Regions from separate parts of the Sus scrofa genome. Here region 2 is linked to region 1. A link is a contact called in public Hi-C data. All regions are on one chromosome and are shown on one strand. Each heading gives the region's core, a stretch centred on a gene start, on an enhancer-like site or on the middle of the called end of the contact. The rest is flanking DNA. Distances are from core to core; before and after follow the strand shown.

Region 1 (5,501 bases), core at 1,283-3,782:
CCAGTGTGTAGCCAGGTAGAGTCCCCACCCCCAGGCACCTTTCTCTCTTGTCGTCCTCCACCAAAGGTGGCCACCATCCTGAATGCTCACTGTTCACATGTATTTCTTCATAAGTTCTCTAGGACACATGCCTCTCTGAAAAACACTCAGTGTTGCGTTGTTTGATGCTTTTAAATTTGATAGAAATGGCATAGATTTTATTCTTCTGCAGTTTGCCTTGATGTTATGTTCGAGAGCCTTGCCTCACGGATCTGCTGGTGTTCGTGCGCCAGAGTTTTGCTCATTTGTGTACAGAGAAGGAACACTGCTGGATGGTCACTTACAGCAGCCAGCGCTCATGGTACGGAGGCACCCAGCTAGTGCTTCCACTCATCCTAAAGTGGCTGCATGGTTCTACACTCCCACCAGGGGGCGCGATCTCACCTCTCTGGGCCTTCTGCTACCCTTGGCCTTGCCACACTTTGAAGAGTGGATTAGTTATAATCCCTTAACAGTGAACACTATTCATTCACTCATTCATTCATTCCATGGAGCACAGAGCAGCCATGAAGTCACGTTTCCCACAGATATTTCATGATGTGAAAACTGCTCTCCATATAACACTTGAGTTCTGGGAAACTGCATATAGCCTGTGTCTATAATAACCAAAGAACAGAGCTGGACAGGAGGGAATGCAAAAGAGAATGGTTTTATTTTCTTCTTTCCTTTTGCTGCTTTTGTTGTCAGAAATAAAAGGGCAAATATAATGATTATCTTTAGGCAGCTGGGAGACGCGGTGGAGAACCCTGGAAGCTGCTCAGAGAGAATTGCTCAGCTGGGGGCGGGGTTGGGGGTGGGGGGCAGGCTCTGGGGCCCCGCGGCAGGATTTCGGGCTCTGTGTGCCAAGCCCCTGTGAGCTGACAATGTGGGCCCTGGGCCAGGGCAGTAACCACTCCCAGGGGTTTCCTCTACTGTGAACAGGAAACAGGAGTGGGCTTCTGCTCAGGGGGCTGTTGTGGGTTGTAAGCGAGTGAAGTGCTGAGAACCAGGAGAGTGCTTGGGTGCTCCCCATGGAGCTGGTGGTATCGCGGTCCACAGAAGGGAAGACAGAACTGGCAGGAGTGGGATGGAGCAGCCCTCGGATTTGGGGACACTGAGATGGGCAGGAGGGGACAGAGATGATGTAATGGGCTTAGCACAGGTGCATGCAAAGGAGAGGCTTGTCCTGTGAACCGAGCCGCTGGAAAACAGGTCGGGACCGGGTTCTGCTGACCAGGCCACTGTCCCTGTGTGCCCACCAGCCTCAGGCTAGTCCTCTGTCCCAGGCTCCAAGCCAAACCCAGACCCCGAAGGAAAGTGATTCCCAGTGTCACATCGTTGGGTTCCATGGTCCTATGTTGAGGCTGTCCCATGTTCTCAGGCTGCCACCTGCCTGTTTACAGGGCGGGTGGGGAGTAGGGGAACAAGGGGTGTTCCCGGTTACACCGCTGACCCAGCGCGGAAAGTATGTTCCTTCCGCCAGGGGTGGGGGTGGTTTGGAGTTGCGGTTTGGGACGCCGCCGAGGCTGCAGGGCTGTGATGTTCGTGGGAGGAACGGGGTCTCTTTGCTGCCTCCATCCTGCTGCCCCGGGGCCGGGCTGCTCTCTCCTGGGAGGGAAGGTGGGGACAGCCGCCAGGAGCCCGCTTTGCCCTCGTCCTGCGACCTGCGTGGCGGTCCTGAGCTGGAGGGAGGGACACAGAGGCCCCTTCCCAGGCCAAACTCCACGACACAGAGGCGTCTGCTCGATAGCCCGGCGGTCGGGGTGCGCCTGTGCCCGGTGGTTGTCCTTGTGGGACCTGCTGCTCCTCCACTGTCCCTCAGCTCCACACCTCATGCCTAAAATGTGGAACAAGAGGAACTCCTCTTATTTAGTCTTTAATTTCTCATTTGGGATCTTCCAAGCCCAAAGCTCAACTTGAGCCACCTTGGTCACAGGTATGATGTGAGCGCAGGAAAATCGAAGGTCAAGGAGGTCCCGGAACAACAGGCTTCTGAAGACTCTCACCTGCCAGTGTCCCTGCCTCATCTTGGCCTCTGGTTTGGCCTGTCATGGAGCAAGCCTGCAGTGGTCAGGCACTGGGAACAGGAGGTGGCAGTGCCGGGGCTCACATGGTCCCCTCCCTGCTCAGGCCACAATGCTATCAAATCCCTCAGCAGCTGCCAGGTCAGGTCCCCTGAGAGATGACTCCCTTTAGGAGGAATGTACTGGAACTTGTCCCGCCACAGCAACCAAATGATTACCAAGTCACCAGTTTCACAGTGAAATTTTTCACTCCAAAAAATGCTGCCTGTTTTCAATTCCACAAAGCATTTGCGATTTTTTTTCCCCCAGAAGGATGATAATTTATTTATAGCTCAATATAAGTGAGGCATGTCAGATGTGGGAGAAAGAGGGAGGCAGATAAAGGCATGGCTGGACCATATTTTCTTCATTAGCTGTAAATATGAAGGTAGTGGAAGAATTTGTGCAGAGTGAGCGTGTTTTTCTCTTGCTGGCCTGTGCTGAGCTCGAGAGCTTGGCGTGATGGATAATTCAGCCCAGTTCCTTTATATCATGCTTCTGTTTTTCCAGAAAGTCATAGAAACCCCTGTGAAAGAAAACACACCGATCAGAGAGGAGAAGCGGATTTCGACAGACTTGTTCAACTGTCAGGCCTAGACTGGGGGGAGGGAGCTGATAGCGTGGCATGATGTTAGAGAAAATAAAATTGGAGTTCCTGCTGTGGTGCTGTGGGTTAAGCATCCAGCTGCAGCAGCTCGGGTAGCTGCAGAGGCTCGGGTTTAATCCCTGGCCTGGTGCAGTGAGTTAAAGGATCCAGCCTTAATGCAGCAGTGGCCCGGAGTCAATCCCTGGCCCAGGAACTTCCAAATGGCTTGGGTACGGCCTTTTTTAAAAAAAAAAAAAAAAAAGGAAGAACATAAAATCAACAGAATTCAGCCCCAGCATTGAGTGAACTCCTAGTTACTGCCTTCTAAAATGATGGCTTCTGTTGGCCTAGCCATCACCATTTTTTGCCCACGCCCATGACATGTGGAAGTTTCCAGGCCAGGGATGGAACCCAAGCCATACATAAGAGTAACCAGAGCCCTAGCAGTGACAGCACTGGATCCTTAAACTCTAGGCCACCAGGGAACTCTTTAAAAAAATATATTTTTCTTGGCGTTCCTTCCGTGGTGCAGTGGAAACGAATCCGACTAGGAACCATGAGGTTGCGGGTTTGATCCCTGACCTTGCTCAGTGGGTTAAGGATCCGGCATTGCCATTAAGCTGTGGTGTAGGTCACAGATGTGGCTTGGATCCAGTGTTGTTGTGCCTCTGGTGTAGGCTGGCAGCTACAGCTTCAATTTGACCCCTAGCCTGGGAACCTCCATATGCTGTGGGTGCAGCCCTAAAAATACAAAATACATAAATAAATAAATAAATAAATAAATAAATAAATAAATAAATAAATAAAATGAATTAAAAAATTTTAAATTATACTGGATTTATAGTGTTCTGTCAATTTTTGCTGTATAGCAAAGTGACCTGGTCCTACACATTCTTTTTCTCATGTTATCTTCTATCATGTTCTTTCACAAGAGACTGGATATAGTTTCCTGTGCTATACAGCGAGACTTCATTGCTTATCCATTCTAAATTTAACAGTTTGCATCTACCAAACTCCCCATCCATCCCACTCCCTCCTCCTCCCCCTCCCCTTTGGCAACCACAAATCTGTTTTTCATGTCACTGAGTCTGTTTCTGTTTTGTAGATAGGTTCATTTGTGCCCTATTTTAGATTCCACAAGTAAGTGATATCATATAGTATTTGTCTTTCTCTTTCTGACTTACTTCACTTAGTATGATAATCTTTAGTTGCATCTACCTTGATGCAAATGGCATTATTTTGTTCTTTTTTATGGCTGAGTAGTATTCCATTGTATACATGTACCACATCTTCTTAGTCCATTCACCTGTCAATAAACATTTAGGTTGTTTCCATGTCTTGACTATTGTGAATAGAGCTTCTATGAACACAGAGGTCCGTGAATCTTTTTGTTTTGTTTTTGTCTTTTTAGGGCCGTACCTGTGGCATATGGAGATTGAATTGGAGGCTAGGGGTTGAATTGGAGCTATAGCTGCTGACCTACACCACAACCACAGCAGCTGGGGATCCGAGCCCCATCTGTGACCTACACCACAGCTCATGGCAATGCTGGATCCTTAACCCACTGAGCAAGGCCAGAGATTGAACCTGTATCCTCATGGATACCAGTTGGGTTTGTTAACCACTGAGCCATGATGGGAACTCCCATGAATCTTTTTGAATTATAGTTTTGTCTGGATAGATGCCCAGGAGTAGGGTTGCTATATCATATGGTGGTCCTATACTGAGTTTTCTGAGGAGCCTCCATACTCTTTTCCACAATGGTTATTCCAACTTATATTCCCACCAACAGTATATGAGTGTTCCCACCAGGGAACCCTTAACCATCACCAGTTTAATGTTCCATTGTCCCTGGTCCTTGAGATGGACAACAGCTTGGGGTTGCATAGCCAGTCAGCAGGTGAGATGAGCTCTCTGGCTCACAGTGTAAACTAGGGCTTGAGGGTTGCTCTGCAGTCTCCCCAGAGGCCCTGGGGCAGACTCCTTTCTCCACCTACCCCCCCTTTTTTGATTTTTTAGGGCCGCACATACAGCATATGGAGGTTCCCAGGCTAGGGGTTGAATCAGAGCTGCAGCTGCTGGCTTACACCACAGTCACAGCAACTTGGGATCTGAGCCACATCTGTGACCTACACCACAGTTCACAGCAACGCCGGATCCTTAACCCACTGAGTGAGGCCAGGGATTGAACCCACATCCTCATGGATACTAGTCGAGTTGGTAACCTATGAGCCATGATGGGAACTCCGTCTCTTTTCTTGACCACATCTGATCCTTCCCCTGGCTCTCACCCTATGAGTCCTCCTCCCTGACCTCTCAAATGGAACTGCCTGCCACCTACCCCCAACTCAGCCCCTTAGGCCCTGGGAGGGCTGATGGCATCTGTCCTAGCCATCCTGGCACCCCAGCCCCGCCCTGCACAGTAAGGGCACATCAAACCTGGTGGAAAGATTGAGCCATGGCCCTGTGGACCAGGTCTGGGTCCTGTCACCTGGGTTACAGGAGAGCCAATCTCGCATCCCCTTACAGGACACAGAGCATCTGAGCCTGTCCCACACTTGGGCCTCCCCTGGTCCCTCTCCACCACCTTCAGTCTGTCCCCACTCAGCGTCCCCTCCCATCTCCTCCAGGGGCAGCTGCACACCTGCCGCTTTCTGCTCAGACTCCAGGCTCAGGGTGCATCTCTCCCTTCCATTCCCTCCTTGTCTTTTTTTTTTAAGTTTTCATAGAAGTTTAACTTACAAGAAGATACAAAGCATAAGCAATGAGGTCCTGCTGTAAATAGCACAGGGAAATATATCTGATCACTTGTGATGGAACGTGATGGAAGATAA
Region 2 (5,501 bases), core at 2,190-4,689, 380 kb after region 1:
CGAGGTTGGAACTGGAGAGTCCGGGCCTATAAAACCCAGCCTCACCTCTCCCAGGCCAGGGTTCCCTGGAGACAGGCTGTCAGGACTCAAAGCTCAAGAGAGGAACTTGTCAGGAGGCCAAGATCCTAACAAGTTGTTATGGGTATCTGCGAAATCTGAAAAACAAAACCAGGATCTGACTGAGGATTTGGGAGTGGGTTGTTTTCAGAGTTTTGGTTCTTCTTTTTTTTTTTTTTTTTTTTGGTTAACTTAGGGCATTGCAAAATCCAGCTGAGCCACCTACCGCCTCTTTCCAGTGTTTACCTAAGCATGATCTGATCCAACCCCCAGTGGAACCTCCACTGCAAACAAGCCAGCTCTGCTCAGGTTTCTGACACAGAAACGTGTGCTTTACAGGCTGCAAAGTGCAGCCTTCGTTTCTGAGAAGTTCCAAGGGACCGGACACTCAGCTCTGAAACTTGAGGTCCAGCCCTTTCACAAGACCTTGACTCCCCATGAATGGCACGTTCAAAATCTCCATGGGGGAGAAGTGGCTTGTTAGTTTTCTCGATAATTCTGCTCAACAAGAAGAGAGGCCGCGCCGACCCAGAGATGCCTCCTCTCATCCCACGTTTGTTTCAGTGACCCTTCTCTCTGACAATTCCTACTTTTTTCATTTGGCAGGAAGAACAAATAAGGCAACCGTGTGGCCTGCGCTGGTTTTATCAAACCGCCTACCACAGTCGTCCCCTGCCTCCCACAGCCCCCTCCTCAGGCCTTGCCTGGCTCCTCTAATAACACTGACATCTGACTTTGAAATGGGGGAAAGTGCAGCCTTAAAAGCTGGTCTTGGACAGGCTGCCTGTGACCTGAATCTGTTATTTATAAGTCAAAGAGCTGGCTCCGTGAAACGGACCAGAAATATAACAGCCCCCGCTGTCATTTTGTGCCACCGGGAGCAAAAGGCCTCCTCGACCTTCCAGAATCACATTTCTACTCTGAGCCCCAAAGCACCTTTTAACCAAGCTCTCTAATTGCATGGCCAGCTTTCCCTGACTCAGTCAGACAGCGAAAACGGCAATGTGTTTCTTTCTAAGCACAAACCAGCCACTGATTGTCTCTGCTTTTCTCCACACCCGGCCATGCAAAACTTTTTATCCCTTTTCATCCCCAAGCGGCACCAGCACAGTCTGCCTTCTGCCTTCTGCCTTGGGGGGGGGAGGCGCATTTGCAGCCCAGGGACACAACCGCCACCGCCCTCCCCAGGCTCCCTGCCCATCCTGCCCTGCCCAAACCAGGGCTTCCCCCTGCGACCTTCTCCGCAGTCCTCTCAGCACCAATAGGGCTGAGCTCCAGGCACAAAAGCCAGCCTGGCTCATTCAAGTCCTGAAAAGGACAGCGGAGTCGAAAGCACTTGCAGCATTTCAGCGCGAGCGCATTTTCCTCTTTCTTTTAAAGTTAGAAAGATTTTTTTCTCTTGATTTTTATATTCAGACTGCGGTAGAAATTTGCAATCCAGGGCTGAGGGAAAATTCCAGAAAGGACTCCGACCCTTTGTTAACTGAACTCTCAGGCTTCTACAGCGAGGGAGCTGCTGCCGCTGCCGCCGCTGCCGCCGCTGCCGGGAGAGCCGAAAGGCACCCGGCTGCCGCGGAGCCGCGTTTCTCTGCGTAAATGATGGGACCTGTTGAGAAGCCTGCCTTCCGCCCGATTCCGGTGCCCACACAATCGGAAGAGAGGTTGCCTAGCTCTCCCCAGTGAGGCTTCAGCAATCCTGGCAAGCCCACACCACCCGGCGATGGAAGCGGCCCCAGGGGCCTCTCACACACACACACAAACACACACACACACACACTCCTCCGGCCCACGGATATCAACAAGCACAACATTTCCATCCACACCGCTAAGCCTACACTCTGATCGTGGGAAACAAAAACATTAAGCAATCACCGAGCAAGTGCCCGCGGAGCCAGGGCAGCATGCATCTGTCGGGAGGGGGGACGCGCGCCCAGAGGCGCTGGGGCCCGATTCTGGAGAGCAGGGGTGGAGAGGAAAGCACTCTGTGCCGGGGGTAGGGGGAGCAAGAAGGGGTTGCTACCCGAAGAAAGAGGACAGCAACCAGGACGGAGCGCACAGGGCCCAAGGCGAGCGGGCCGGGCCAGGAGCCCAGGTTTCCCCCAGGGCGCGCTGCCTGCGGCGGCGGTGGACAACGTGGGCAAGGAAAAGGGGGTGGAGGAAGGGGCGAGAGCCACGGCTGGATACTCAAGGGACCGACCCACCTGTCTCTGCGAAGCTGATGATCTCGGAGACCCGCTCTTGGCCGTCGGCGCCAGGGCTGGCGTGGCCGTCCAGGTGCGGGATCTCCACCCGGCCGTCCTCGCGCACCTTGCCCGCATGTAGTTTGCGCAGGGCCGTGACCATGGCGGCCTTGGGCACGGCATGGGTGATGTTGGGTCGGCCCCGCATCTGCAGGCGGTTCAAGATGTGGCGCTTCACCGCCTCCAGGAAGTCGCCGTCCAGCCGGCCCAGCTCCTCTGGCCGCCGGAAGCCGCCGCACGACGTGCAGGTGTCCTGGGAGCCGCCGAGGGCTCCGGGCGGCGGGGGCGGAGGTGGAGCGGCTGGCGACGGCGGGGGCGTGGGTGAGCCCCAGGCCTCGGGCCCCAGCCAGCCGGCCGCCAGCAGCAAAAGGCAGGCGGCCCCCAGCGCCCGACCGGGCAGCCCGTCCATGGTGCGCCGCTGGCGACGAGGGCGCCCGCCGCGAGGCGAGCCGAGCCGAGCGCAGGGCCGGGCTCCGGGCTCCAGGCGCGCCGCCCCGCCCCGCCCCCGCCCGCGCCCGCCCGGGCCTCCACCCGCCCGCCGGGAGGGCCGCCGCCGGCTCACAGGGGAGGGGGCCGGCCGGGCCGCGGGGATTCCCGCGCGGCGGGGAAGGGGTGCGGTGGGCCCCGGGAGCCGGAGAGGTGCGCTGGGCGAGGCGGTAGCGAGGGGTCACTGCCACTCGGGCGTCTCGGGGCGCCTCGGCATCCGCAGCCTTCTCCCCATCCTTTCCGCGTCGGGGCCCCGCAGGCCCCGCTCGGGTGAAGCGAAAGCGGCGGCAGCGGCGGCTTCGCCGCCGGGCGGGGAAGGTGGCGAAAAGGCCGGTCGAAGCAACTTGGCCGAGATGAAAGCGAAGGCGCCTGAGCCCCCGGAGCGGAACCGGGCGCGGCTTGGAGTGGCGCTGTGGCGGGGCCCGGCGCTCACACCTGAGCGTCTCGCCCTCGCCGCCTCGCGCGGAGGAAGGGCTGCTGCCGCCGGCGACGGGCGGGTTGTCCTCTCCACCGGCCGCCGGGCGGGCAAAGGAGCGGAGCGAGCGCGGTGCCGGGGGCGCCGGGGAGCACGGGTCGGTTCAGAAGCGGCGCAGAGCCCCGGGCCGCGGGCCCTGCGGTCCTTCGGGCGCGTCACACGGCAAAGTTGTCTCCAGGCTCCCGGGGCGCCGCATCCGCCGGCGGCCAGCCGCTGCGCGCTCCGCCGGGGCCTCTGCTCCGCCGGCCTCCTCGCCTCCTGCCTCCCTCCGCCCGCGTGCGCCGGCCGGCTGGGCGCGGGGCGCCGGGCAAGGAAGGCGAGGCGGAGGCAGGGCCCTCCTTGCTCCGGTCTCCGCTGCCTGCCGCGGCGGCAGCGGTGTCGGCTCGAGCGCCTAAAAGTCTCGCGGCGTCCCCGGCGCTGGTGCCCTAGCTCGCTCTCCCGCTGGCACACGCCGCAGGGCCGGGAGAGAGCGGGAGGGTGGCGGCCGCGTCCCCGCGCTGGCCTCGACAGAGTGCAGATCCCGCCGAGGAGGAGTTCTTCTCTTTGCCCTCTCTTCTTTTACTCTCCTCGTTTTTTCTCCCAAGGGGAAAAAAAAAAAAAGCCGCACAATCTCCGTATGTGCGCGCGCGTTGAGATAGACGTTGGCAGGAAAAGGGGGGGCGGGCGAGTGTCGCCCTGGCCGTGCGGGAGGAGAATGTCCGCGCCTCCCGGCTCCAGCTTCCCCGGGAGGCGGGGGACAGGGGGAAGGGGAGGCGGAATCTGTTCAGGTCGGTGCTGCCCGCTCCCCCCGCCCGCCCACCCCCGCTTCCCTCAGCTTCTTTCCTTCTGCCTTCGTGAGAAGGAGGAGCGAGCCGGCCCTCTCCCTTCCCCCTTCACCCCCCGCAAGGCCGGGCCACTTCTGCGGTCTGGAAACTTTCTCACCACGTGGGCGCCCCGGACCCCAGCCCAGCCGGGCATCGGGCGGCACCGACGGGCTCCTGGCCCAGGATCCCGGCGCTGGCCTCCTCCCCGCAGCCGCGCAGGCCCTGCCCTCGTCCCTGCCGCCGCCCTCCGCGACCGGGAGAGGCACCTCTCGCCGCCGCAGCCGCCCCCGGCCTGCCTGGGGAGCTCCCTCGCGGGCCTTGGCGAGGCGGGGCGGCGATGCGGCCTCGAGCGCCGCAGCCTGGCTCCGCGGGTGGATGCCGCTCCCGGGCTGCAGTGCCCGAGCCCAGCGCCCCAAGCCGCTGGTGCACTGGGCGAAGCGTGGGCCCAGCAGGCTGGAGGTGCCGGGAGGTGGCCGCAGCCGGAGGCCTGCCTTCCCCCGGCTCTGAGCCCCGAGGAACTCCTCGATTGCGTGGGGGAACCGGCCTCGCGGCCGAGAGACCTCCAGGTTGGCGAGGTCTCCAGGTTGGCGAGGTCTTCCTCAGCACCGCCACCCCCCCAACTGGCAAACCTTAGCCTGAGATAAACCGGGTTCCAGTCTAGGCTCAGTCACGGACAGTTTGCAGCAGTGACCTTGGGTAGAGTGTTCACACTCTAGTCACTACTGCCTCATCTGTACACGGGGCACAGTCACACCTATTAGCACACGGGCTGGCTGGGCGCCCCAAAGTAAGCAACTGGGCCAAGCTCCTCACAGTACTCAAATTATGTTCCAAGGCCTCCGTTCTTAGGCCACCAGACAAGAGGTGCTGTCGATGGAAACCAAGCTCCCATCCCCCTCCAGAACCCCAAGTGCAATCCATTCCTTCTGTCCGTCATCACGCCCAACATGGACTTGGAGCCGCAAAGCAGTGCGCCTAGGGCGCAGCGCCTGGGGCCAGGAACCCGGCCTTGCCCTCTTCCATCAATCGTCCGGACCCCGACCCACAGTGGCCGTGCCCCGGTAACAGTGCGATTGCGAAGAGGTCATTCTGGTCTTAGGATATTAGGAAACCCAGGACCACCGAGGAAGACCTGGGCCATCTGCTTGGGGTTACCCCCACCGCACCCTCCGCGGCCCCTCATCGCAAGCTTCTCGGCTGCTGTGGCGCTCAGCCCGGACCGCAGCCGCACCGAGGCCCGCAAGTCTGGAGGCGGAGCGCCCCCTCCCTCCCGATCAGAGGAACCGACCCGGAGGTTAGCAGGGCTGCTCCCGCGGTGCAAAAAAATGAGGCTGGTATGGGTTTACCAACCCAAAGTCAGGAGCAGGGGTCCAGGAGGGTCCCCAAGATGGCAGCCCTTCTGACTCCTTAGGGCTTTCTCCAGATTGCAGTTATCTGCCA

The links. A called contact is a pair of places that touch in the nucleus more often than the background predicts.
Region 2: a Hi-C map of retroperitoneal adipose tissue shows a contact between it and region 1, with 2.3 times the contacts expected there. The contact joins the promoter of INHBB here to the enhancer-like site in region 1. A contact is called at or near these places in 2 of 5 promoter capture datasets (fetal skeletal muscle and liver), 27 of 47 Hi-C or Micro-C datasets (adipocytes, adipose tissue, alveolar macrophages and 17 more) and 1 of 2 datasets of contacts at active chromatin or transcription factors (skeletal muscle).

Annotation. Positions count from the first base shown.
Region 1 is chr15:30,623,394-30,628,894 of Sscrofa11.1, forward strand. No RefSeq gene overlaps it. Among named protein-coding and RNA genes, the nearest start is that of GLI2, 47 kb to the left of the region's middle. Within about 2 kb of position 2,533, at least 8 of the 83 cell types and tissues checked have an H3K27ac peak or open chromatin away from gene starts, as enhancers often do. A contact at or near this core is called in adipose tissue, embryonic fibroblasts, omental adipose tissue and 1 more, where this site is marked.
Region 2 is chr15:31,000,966-31,006,466 of Sscrofa11.1, forward strand. It overlaps INHBB (inhibin beta B subunit), which reads right to left and starts at 3,440. Exons shown (of 2, transcript NM_001164842.1): 1 at 2,259-3,440. The coding sequence starts at 2,706.